2 separate regions of the Mus musculus genome follow, and region 1 is linked to region 2. The links are chromatin contacts, called in public HiChIP or PLAC-seq maps. All regions are on one chromosome and are shown on one strand. Each heading gives the region's core, a stretch centred on a gene start, on an enhancer-like site or on the middle of the called end of the contact. The rest is flanking DNA. Distances are from core to core; before and after follow the strand shown. Region 1 overlaps Mrps6 (mitochondrial ribosomal protein S6). Region 2 overlaps D430001F17Rik (a long non-coding RNA gene).

Evidence for each region. HiChIP or PLAC-seq counts read pairs in DNA pulled down with a chosen protein or histone mark.
Region 1: a contact with region 2 is called in an H3K4me3 HiChIP or PLAC-seq map of bone marrow-derived macrophages, with 2.3 times the contacts expected there. The contact joins two enhancer-like sites. A contact is called at or near these places in 2 of 484 Hi-C or Micro-C datasets (CD4 T cells and nephron progenitors), 5 of 115 datasets of contacts at active chromatin or transcription factors (bone marrow-derived macrophages, embryonic stem cells and extraembryonic endoderm stem cells) and 1 of 9 other capture datasets (adipose tissue).

Annotation. Positions count from the first base shown.
Region 1 is chr16:92,086,798-92,092,265 of GRCm38.p6, reverse strand. All of the region lies in intron 1 of Mrps6 (mitochondrial ribosomal protein S6), which reads right to left. It overlaps Slc5a3 (solute carrier family 5 (inositol transporters), member 3), which reads right to left. Exons shown (of 2, transcript NM_017391.3): 2 at 4,793-5,468. Among named protein-coding and RNA genes, the nearest start is that of Mrps6, 31 kb to the right of the region's middle. Within about 2 kb of position 2,750, at least 10 of the 459 cell types and tissues checked have an H3K27ac peak or open chromatin away from gene starts, as enhancers often do. A contact at or near this core is called in bone marrow-derived macrophages, where this site is marked.
Region 2 is chr16:91,960,954-91,966,077 of GRCm38.p6, reverse strand. It overlaps D430001F17Rik (a long non-coding RNA gene), which reads right to left. Exons shown (of 4, transcript XR_876250.1): 2 at 4,843-4,937; 3 at 4,419-4,512; 4 at 1-4,192. Among named protein-coding and RNA genes, the nearest start is that of D430001F17Rik, 9.5 kb to the right of the region's middle. Within about 2 kb of position 3,752, at least 198 of the 459 cell types and tissues checked have an H3K27ac peak or open chromatin away from gene starts, as enhancers often do. A contact at or near this core is called in bone marrow-derived macrophages, where this site is marked.

The sequences.
Region 1 (5,468 bases), core at 1,501-4,000, 130 kb before region 2:
GGAGCCAGGACGGCAGAGGGCGGTCAGCCAGCCACTGTGCTTTAGATTTCCAGAGCATCCTGGGATGGGATAAAACAACAAACCTTCTTAGATGCTCAGATCCTAAAGCATGCAGGGAAATAAGCGCTACAACAATTCAAAGACTGAAAACCTATGAAAACGGAATTAGCAAACCCTAAGTTTTGCAAACCTTTTGGCACAGCTATAGGGAGCCTGGCACAGTGTAACAGTGAGACTCCCACTGGACTGGAGGGAACAAGAGCAGCAGTCTCCACTTGTTGCACATACTGTTCTCTGTGGTGTGTATGTATGCATCACCTATGTCCATGTGTACAGGTACATGTACACACTCATGTGTCCACATGTGCAGAGACACACACATGTTGCTTCCTCTTCATTACTGCCAGCTAACATCAACAGTGTCAGATCTGGAGTAGAAAAGCCAAGTGGGAGACTTGTGGAGACCTAGCCACAGCTGCCTAGCTCTCTAGAACATACAAGAATGAAGATGGTAAAGCATTTTCACAGGGTTCTTGGCCATGTCTTCAATCCCAGAACTCAGGCTGAAAGACTTTGAGTTCAAGGCCATTCTGTCCTACTCCACAGGCCCTGACTTCAAAAAACAAAAACAAGAACTAAGATGACAACGGATATGAAATTTGTGCCCTGAGCTGTGCTAAGGAAAAATATATCTCTCAAGTTGCATGTGAGAAACACAGTCCTTGAATTTTATGTTAAAGATATTTGGAATAGGGCCAATAGGAGATAACTGATACTCTCTTGGTTAGAGGTTTACATAGGAGCGGCTCTGTCATACTCTGACTTCGTTACTGTCCTGTTGATGTTATAACTCAACAATGTCCTCAACATGCTGGACTGGGAGAGGACAGTGAGGGATGCTAGCACCATGTTCTTGACCTTTCCAGGTACCACATCTATGGCTCAAAGGAACTTCTATTCTTCACAAATTATTTCTCTGTTACTTTGTTATAGCAGCAGAAGACAAATGAAGACCATGTTCCAGAGAATAGAGTACATCATACCACATTTTAAAACGTGCGAGTACATTTATTTCAGTAAAGGATGGAAAAAATAACATTTCAGACAGAACTTTGAGTGAAAACCTGAGCAATGGGATCTTTAGACTAAACTCCCTAAAACAAGGACTTTCTGGGAGTGAAATGAACATTATTAGGGCAGGGGGACTGACGGTGTTCTACTACTAATGGATGGATGGGTGGGTGGACGGACAGACGGATGGATGGGTGGATGTGTCTGCTTCCCAATGAAAGTCAATTATTTTAAAAAATACATTTGAGGGGCTGGAGAGATGGCTCAGCAGTTAAGAACACTGACTGCTCTTCCAGAGGTCCTGAGTTCAATTCCCAGCAACCACATGGTGGCTCACAATCAACTGTAATGAGATCTGATGCCCTCTTCTGGTGTGTCTGAAGACAACAACAGTGTACTCATATACATACAATAAATATTTTTTTTAAAAAATGCATTTGAAATCCCCAAATCCATATTCCTAGCAGTTTTAAAGCCATTTGCAGACATCCACATATGCAAAGTGGTAAAAAATAAGGGTCACTCACCTGCTGCACACATTCCCATGCCCCACACTCTGTGGGCTCCTTCCATAGACAAGTGTCCACCTTGCAGTCTACTTAGTGCCACATTTATGTGGGGCTCTTTGTTGCTGCCTGCTTTTTGTACATGTATGGTTTCATAGATGGTATTACTGTTTAAAAAAACAAAAGGAACCTAAGTATGATAATGACATAGTGTGCAGGCAACAATGAGGCTCCAGAAACATATGGGAGTTGTGATGCTGTTGGCCTCTAACTGAGTCCTAGCACACTGCTATATACTAAATGTGGTGCCTTAAGCAGAAACAAGTAAAATAAAAGACTATCGGTTGACAAAAATGGGATCACGGGAACCTGGCCAAGGGGAAATTAGTATTTACCAACAATTTGTAGGATCTAGTGAAAAACGGTACTCACTCACCATACTACATCTCTGCAGTTTTGTGTACTAAGTAGGTCAAGTATCATAATAAAATGGTTTGATAGGTAGGACCTTTGAAACATCAAGTCTTCATAGTCCTATATAAGTAGAATTGTAAACGCCCGCTATGCTATTGGTGGCCAACATTCTTTCAGGGAAGAATTCTTTCAGGGCAACAGCTCTAAAATTTCAACCTTCAAAGGCTTACATACAAGAGCAGACCCCAAGACACACCAGGAAGTTGGAAGAATCAATGCTAGCTAGTATCCAGTCTCTAGAAAACCCACTAGCGCTTCTAAGAGGAGGACTTTTTCAGCTTTATTGAAGCATGCATGACAAGACACACACACAAACACATGTGTGCATGTGCACACAAACACACAAAGTATACAACATAATACACTGATACACATTCTAGGGTAAAGTCCTGAAAAACTGGAGAGGAAAGAAACAGCCATGGGAAGAGCTGGAAAACTACAGGAAGGAGGATCAGCCTCTGAAACTTGCGGGTGGATGCCAAGGTGCACGTGCAGGACTTGTTAGAGGTAGGAGGTACAAGCACTGCTCCAAGTAGGGTGCCACACCAAAATGGCTAAGAACCAAAACCCCGTGTTCTCAGAATGGTGGCTCACCACGTTCCTCTTCCCTGGGGGCCTGCTGAGGACAGAGCTAAGAACCTCACACTACAGTAGTTCTCTGAGCTACATCTCCAGCCACACCCTTCAGTTCAAAACTTTCTGCAGTCAATCTGTTTTTTTCTAAAAATGTTGCAGAATTTTCCCCTGAGGAGGAGGCCACTGTGGCCAAATACTGAAGCTGAGAAACGCCTTCCATGAAAGACCAACAGGAACAGAAAAAAAGCTGTCTTGGAGGAAGTGACCCAGAAGGGAAAGCTCTGTCGGGGGCTCCAGCAGACCCAGGAAATAAAAAGAAGGGCTGTCACAAGATGAGGCACAAAGTGCTCATAAAGCCAAGCTTGACACAAGTTACTTAAGCTTGTTTGTCCACAGAATTAGCTGGAGATACAGTGTACAAACTCCTCTGAGCAGAGGAAAGACAGAAAATAATGTAGCAACCTAAGCAAGCACAGGAAGGGCCAAAGAGAGCAGCTGCCCCACCCCCAGGGCTATGTTGCCACACTCAAAGAGCCCACCTGGGGCCAGAGACTTTCAGCAAAGCTTTTAATTATAAAGTTTTGGAACATGAGACATATAAGTCAGGAAAATATCCTATTAGGCTTTCAAATTTCCACTATTTTCTAGCTTCTAGTTTTCCAACTTAGAATTCCATATTCATTAAATATGCCATTAAAAAAGCCTTCTAACTTTACAGAGGTTATGTAACAAGAGGGTTAATATTACCAATCATTGGAGTTCAAATTCCCAGAACCTATGTAAAAGCTGGGCAGGCACTGTGGCCATCTACAATCCCAACATTGGACTGGAAGCAGAGACAGGAGATCCCAAGGACAAAATGGCTAACTACAGTTAGCAAGCTCAAACAATTGAGGAAGATACTGAATGTCAACTTTACACACACACACACACACACACACACAGAAAGAGACAGAGACAGACAGAGACAGAGAGAACCATACACACATAGATACATTTAACAGAATTGAAGCCAGTAGATGTAGGTGATGCCCTCTAAATCATAAGATGAGATGCGCCATTCTCCTACAGCAATGAGGGAGCATATGCAGACCATTTTCTACCAAATACTTGATGCAACTGGGATAGAGAAAGAACACAATGGACCTAGTACACTCTGGTATCCTAGAAATAGGTACTTCAAACACTGACAGAACCATGTCAAAAGAACACAAAAACTTTCCTGAAGGTCCCACTAGCTAAATCTGGAAACACATGAACAACAACAACTGTAGCCTATGAGTTATTGGATAAACTAACTCTGAGTATACACTGATGAGGAAGATAACCATTTTGTACTGTTAGTTACAACTTAAACAAAAATTTTAAGTAGATGCTCAAAACAATGTGCTCTGTTTGATGGAGAATAGTAAGCGCTTTCATGGCCTTAAATTACCTCACAAATTATCAGAAGAAAAAATAACTTGAGTGTAGAGATATAAAGATACTACCTTGACCAAGTATCAAGATTAATTTCAACCATAATGGGATAACAACAACAGACTACTAGTGTAAGTTCTGAGAACATACTACCATTATATTGTATTCCCTCCCCAAACATACAATCTAATCATTAGGAAATAAAATGATCCCAAGTTGTGAGACAGTCAGATTCACAGACCTCAGACATGGGGCTGGGGAGCAGGAATTTGTCCCAGATTAAGGGAAACCAAGGGCACAGAACGGAATGTAACACCAGACCGCTTTAAGACTTCTCTTTAATGAGCTAACCAACACCACCTCAAGTCTTTGGACTAAAACCACTCGATGTTACTTTCTGGCTTTTTACACTAATTATGATTGACTGTCCTTGTCATAAAAGGGCACCAAGAACTAAAGGGGGCATGTGAGCAAGAAGTTGTGTATCTGCAAGCCAAGGTGCCAGGAGCAGCTCCAGGAGGACACACTCCCGTGTCTTCTCCAAACACCAGTCATAAGGGAAAATCCAAGAATATTCTTATTCCATGTTTTGCATTGTTCACAATGGTTAATATAGCGACACTAGCACGGGGGTTTCTGCAAGCACTCGAGAGTCAAGACTGTAAGAACTTAGGTAGACTCTGACTTGTTCAACTAAGACACAGAACTGAGTTTGGGACAGATATTCACACTGAGGCACAGAAGTGTAAAGTTTTCATTTTATTCAAAGTTGGTACAGAAGTTCTAACATTTCCATAAAATAATAACTACACTTCAGTTACAGGACAAGATACCACAGAAAGGAACGGACTTTGCAAGAAATATATTCATCTTAAATTTTCAAATACGTCTGCAGGCTAATGTAGCAGCTCAAAAAATAACACGAGTACACATGAACATAGTGTTTGTGGTCAGCAATGAGAACCAACAGCTCTTTAAGCAGATTTGCTTCAGGTTTTTTTCCCCATTTTTAAACAACAGTAACACTTAACACAGTCTACAGTTTTAAAAATCAGTTGTATACAGAATAGGCTAAAATTGTCACAGATAATTAACCATTTTAAATCTACAGTTTTAATTGTTTTCCTTTCAAGATGGAAGTAACCTGGCTTATATCAAATTCTATTTTCTTTGAAACTGAAGCCTTACACAATGAAATGGACCCGATTAATGGAATCTGAAAACGAGAAGAGTATGAGGAAAACAAGAGAGTAAACTGGAAATAATTAAAAATTAACTGATAACAAACTAGTGTTAGTCTACTCTATTATAACCAGGCTTGGTCTACAACAATACCTGACTAAAATAATACATGTATGTAATGTGCAGCCCCAGTATACTGACTGGTGTCTTAGCCAGAAATCTGAACAAAGTTTTCACAGG
Region 2 (5,124 bases), core at 2,503-5,002:
GAAAGCATGCCAGGCGTTCCTATCACAGGGCCATGGCTAATGCAGACCCTGTGACTTCCCCTGCTCCTCTTGTCACAGCTAGCTTCTCCCAACCCTTATGTTTCACAGAGCTCACTCCCAACCACCCAGGCATCTACCACTCTCAACACTGAACCTCCTCAGTACCCTTAGGGCCCTGGCCACAGTTTGTAATGATGAATTTATTTGTTTGCAGAGCAAGTTGTTGGTTTGTTTTCCGGCCCTGGCCTGGTCTCTGGGCAATCTGACAGCAAACAGCACATATGTTTGACTTCTCTTGCAGCCGTTCCCTGAGCATTTAGCAAATGGACACTTAACATCCAGGTAATCCTCACCACACCAATTCTGAATACCTGAATTTTCCTGCTTACTGAAGGTCACTGATAATCCCCCAAATCAATATTCAGGGTGTTTTCTTGGTCGGGTGTGGACATGTGTGCACCTGGGAGGATAAAAGAATTACCAACAAACATTTTCCAGCTGAGGTCAAACAGAGAAATACTCTCTTATCTGTATGCCTGTGTGGTATGTATGTGTGTGTGTCTTGGGGGGGGGAGGGGAGGGCGGTGCATGTGTTGCTATGAGTGGAACCGAATTTCAAGAACACATTAAGGAAGCCCTCTATCTTAAGCTATACCCCTGGCCTGCCTTTTTCTTTTTTGTTGGTGATTTCGGTGTATCATGCTGAAGGGCTATCTAGTATCATGAGCGTCTAAGTCCTGAAAGACATGCCTCAGGAAGAAAATGCCTGTTAGTGTGGTTAGCTGTGAGGTTAATGTTAATGAATAGAAAATACAAAGTAAATAGGAAACACAAGGACAAAATCATATTGAGGCAAAGTCTTGAGTAACCCAGGCTGGGCTTGATCTACTAAACTGCCTTCATTTGGGATGACAGATGTGTATCACATCTGGGCAAGACTAGTAATCTTCGAAGGAATGGATTTGTTCTCTGGAATGGGTTGTTAGAAAGTGGCCAGCCCCTCTGTCCCCTTTATCCGTGTTCATTACTGCACACCACCACCACCCCCCCCCCACTATGTGACCTCAGCTGCATGGTATACTGCTTCACCAGATGCTAACAGGTGCAGCCACCTGGTTCTGACCTTCCCTGGGTCCATGTTTATGATTCCCCAGCCTCAAGTACTTAGTCATCATAGCAGTAGGAAGTGGTCTAAGACTCGAAGGCAAAGCTGTCCATTCTGCTGCCCCTTCACTGGAAACACCAGCCCAGAGACACAGTCGCTTTCCTTTCATGGGAGGCGTCTTCCGCTAGTCAACCAGAAGATGGTGCTGACATCAACCATCTCCAGCGATTGTGGTTTCAACCTCAGAATAAGAACCAGTCCTTCAAAAAAGGCATTGTTTGACTTCCTGTTTGACAGCTCAGTCTCAGCTGGGAATTAGATGTAGCTCTCCCTGAACAGCAGCGCAGTGCCGTGGTGATGAAGAGAGATGTCAGAGGCCAACCCAAACCTCCTGAGCTCCAGAGACCCATCGCTCAGCTTGCCCAGGCCATGGCTCAAACGCCAACAAAGTCCTACCCAAAGCTTCTGCCAACCTTATCGGCTACTCCAGGAGAGACCTCAGTCCACTGAAGAACGAAGTATCAAGAGATAATCTTAAGGAAGGCAAGTTCCTCCCCTCCCCCACTTCTCTGCTTCCTTTGTAGAAATGAAATGTACCCTCTGCTTCCAGGTTCCCATGCCTTCCACCATGATGAATTCTGTGCCTGTGGAACTGTAAGCCAAAATTGAATTGAAACAAAAACCTTTCCTTACAACAAAGAAAGAGATGGATGGAGGGAGGGAGAGAAGGTGGGGAGGGAGGACAACAGATCTCATAATGAACCAGCAAGAAAGGCCACAGGGCCAGGAGTCTGAAGAAAAGCTTGTAACCCAGCCCTCTTCCCAGGACCACTCGTGTAGACTCTGCGTACCAGTATGGAAGATGCCCTGCTTCTCCTCTGGGGGAAATGAAGGCTTAGACCTCCTGGGCTAGCTGAGAACTTAAATACCCATGATGGCTGATCTTCGCTGACACCTTGACACACCTGAGAAGAGGAGACTTCACCCACCCAGGAGCTGCAGCTGTCTTTGAGCTCCCATGCCCCTACAAAGAAGCCTAATAAACCCACTGGTTCGCCACGCTGGACTTTAGTGGGCCAGTGCCCTATCTGCGGCGGTGAATAGACATTTGTTTGTGTCTTCCCAGGAAAGTCACAGAATGCAGTAACTTGTAGAAATGCCAGCGTGGACTGGGAAGGAGAAAAGATTTGGGTCTCCTTCCCACCTGCCACATTGCTCCCTCTGGCCCTTTACCAGTTCCCTGTGACTGCTGCCTATTGACAGTAAATAAAAGGCACAGACAGACCTTGGCCTGATGGAGACCCACCCCCAAAAGAAGCATTTCTGGAACACAATTGCCACATTGAAAAGCCTTGTAAAGAGAGGCCTCCAACCATAACCATGGGGCCCTCTCACCTCTAGAAATACACTTCCTCCTGTCTACACATCCCGACATACAAACAATAACTCCATCACCAGGAGACCACAGCACAAAGAGAAAGGGGGAAGGGACAGAGGGAGGAGAGAGAGAGAGAGAGAGAGAGAGAGAGAGAGAGAGAGCAAGGCGTAAATAAGATGTGTGTGGGCAGACAGGAAAAATGATTGAACGGCAGAAGACATGAGGATGCATTTGACACAATGGCTTTTACATCACACCTACACACACGGCTAATATAAAGTACGTTCACAAACAGGTCTGTATCTGCGACGACGACGACGTCACACATTCTGTCTTGCGACTAGAAACAGTATTTGCACTTTGTACCCTGCACTGAATTATTTTATACACAAGATCACCTGGCACAGCTCCTGTCCCCAAGATGCAAATTAACATTTTCACAAGGGGTGGGGAGGCTGGGGGAGAGGGTGGGGGTGGGGGACCAATGTGCTCTGCTGGCCACACTGATATTACTGGGCATGATGGATGCTGCCAGTGCTGTTGCCTAGCAACCCAAGACCCTTCCAGACAACCCAGCAGCCTCGCTAGTGCGCAGTGGCAAACAGGGCTGGTTCAACATGGCACTGGGCACAGAAAGATAATAACGTGGGGGTGGGTTTTGGGGTTTTTTTTGTTTTTTGGTTTTTTTTTTTGTTTTATATTTTTGGTAATCATTCTTGATGATTTCCTGAGGAGATCAACATATCTAAGAGCAGCCTGAGTCCTACATGAAATGAGAGCTGGAAAAATCCCAGGGTTTTTGAATTACCTCCTACTCTGCTCGGGAGAGTTGTGGAATTTTACTGGCTGGTCTCCTGACAATCTCCCCACCGCTGGCCCTCGCCGCTACAGTCTCAGAGTGACTCACCAGCATACCCTCAGAGCTGTTTGTCAGCCTTGTCATGAGTCACGGTTTTTTCAGCTTTTTTTTTCCTCAAACTGAAACACTTGACATTTTAGAATGGGTTTGGGGAAGGTTCTTTTAAAAAAAAAAAATAAAAATAAAAAAAAATAAAAGAAAGAAAGAAAAGAAAATGTAAGCCACTCTCTGGCTTTGTGTGCAAGTGTGGGGGTACGTGGGAAGGGGTGAATAATGACTGCCTGTGCAGGTAAACAGGGACACGTGACCAGCAGCCAGCAGAGCGAAGGCAGCTGGGGGTGAGGGACGGACATTCCCCTAGGCTGCATCTTAGCAGGACACAGGTTGGCCAGCATCCACCCACTTCCAATCCATTCCATCAGAGTGACAGAGTGCTCCCCTCACCTCCCAACAGAGAAATCAGCCCTCCTTCTATGCTCCATAACAGAACCACACAAAGCTCTATGGGAAAAAAAAAAAAAACATCCCACAGGGAAAATTAAGGAACAAAGAAAACTGGAATCTAAGATTAAAAACCGAGAGCCAGAATTGCTGCCGAGAGATTGGGTCCCATTGGACAGAGGTGGGCTGGTCTCTGGGCCTGGATTCTAATCCTGGCATTAAGTATGGGAAGGTAAGAAACTTCTGCCCATTTGAAGGGCCAGCCAGGTGTCTCATTCTGTCTGTCCATTAGCAAGCTGTCTGGCTTGCTATTCCCCATTGAGGGCTCCTCAGACTCAGGTACCTTTTAGCTCTCTCGGGAGCCTTGAACCACATCAGATATGTCATCAGCTCAGTGCACGCTGTATGTCTGTAAGGAGACACAGTTACAAGAAAGAATTAACTAACTAAATCCAATTAACCTCTCAGAACCCCTATTAGTTCCTGTATTTAACAGGATGAATTCAGTATGCCCCGTCAGCCCCACAGAAAAATAATGAAATCTAGGAGTCAACGAGACTGAATGCATTTCTAAGCGTTATGCAATGTTTTCACATTATAAAAAACATTATTGGAAAAGAAAAGGAAATAGTTACCGGAAATGCAGCAAAAGCCGGGGATCGGGGATCAGGGATCAGGCTAACTCCATGCCTGGTGGAGAGTCAGGAACAGGCTCATGACAAGAGTCTCCTTTTCAAGTTTGGAGTGAGAATCAAAAGTCCACATTATTTGCATCGTTGAGCAACGGCATTGAAGATTCAATGTTTAAACCACAAATGCTTTTGTGTTACAGCAACTTAGTAATTTTATTACCTCGCATGCTTTAATTAAATGTATTAAATCCATTCCCTGAACATAAAAGTCCTAGGGATAGATATAAGACAGGTAACTGTTTTTCTTTTTTTATTATTATTATGGAAATATTCAAACATGCACAAAAACTAGAGGAGATGGCCTTAATAAACCTCTCAATGTTTATCTACTTTTATTTCCTGTGGATGCGATTAAAAAAAAAAATACCTTACTAAGAGAAGGGTTTACTTAGCTCACAATCCCAGGTTGCAGTCTATCACTTCAGGGAAGTCAAGGCAGGAGCCTGAAGCAGCTGGTTACGCCTACAGTCAAGAGCAGAGAGAACGGGGAGTCGGGGCCTGCATGGGAGCGCCCAGCTGGGTCTCTCTGTTCTCACACAGTTCAGGATCCCTGCCAAGGGAATAGTGATGCTCACAGTAGGCAGGGCTTCCCATCTAACCTGAACATCCTTCATAGACATGTGCACAAGCCAGGTTCAGCTAGACACCC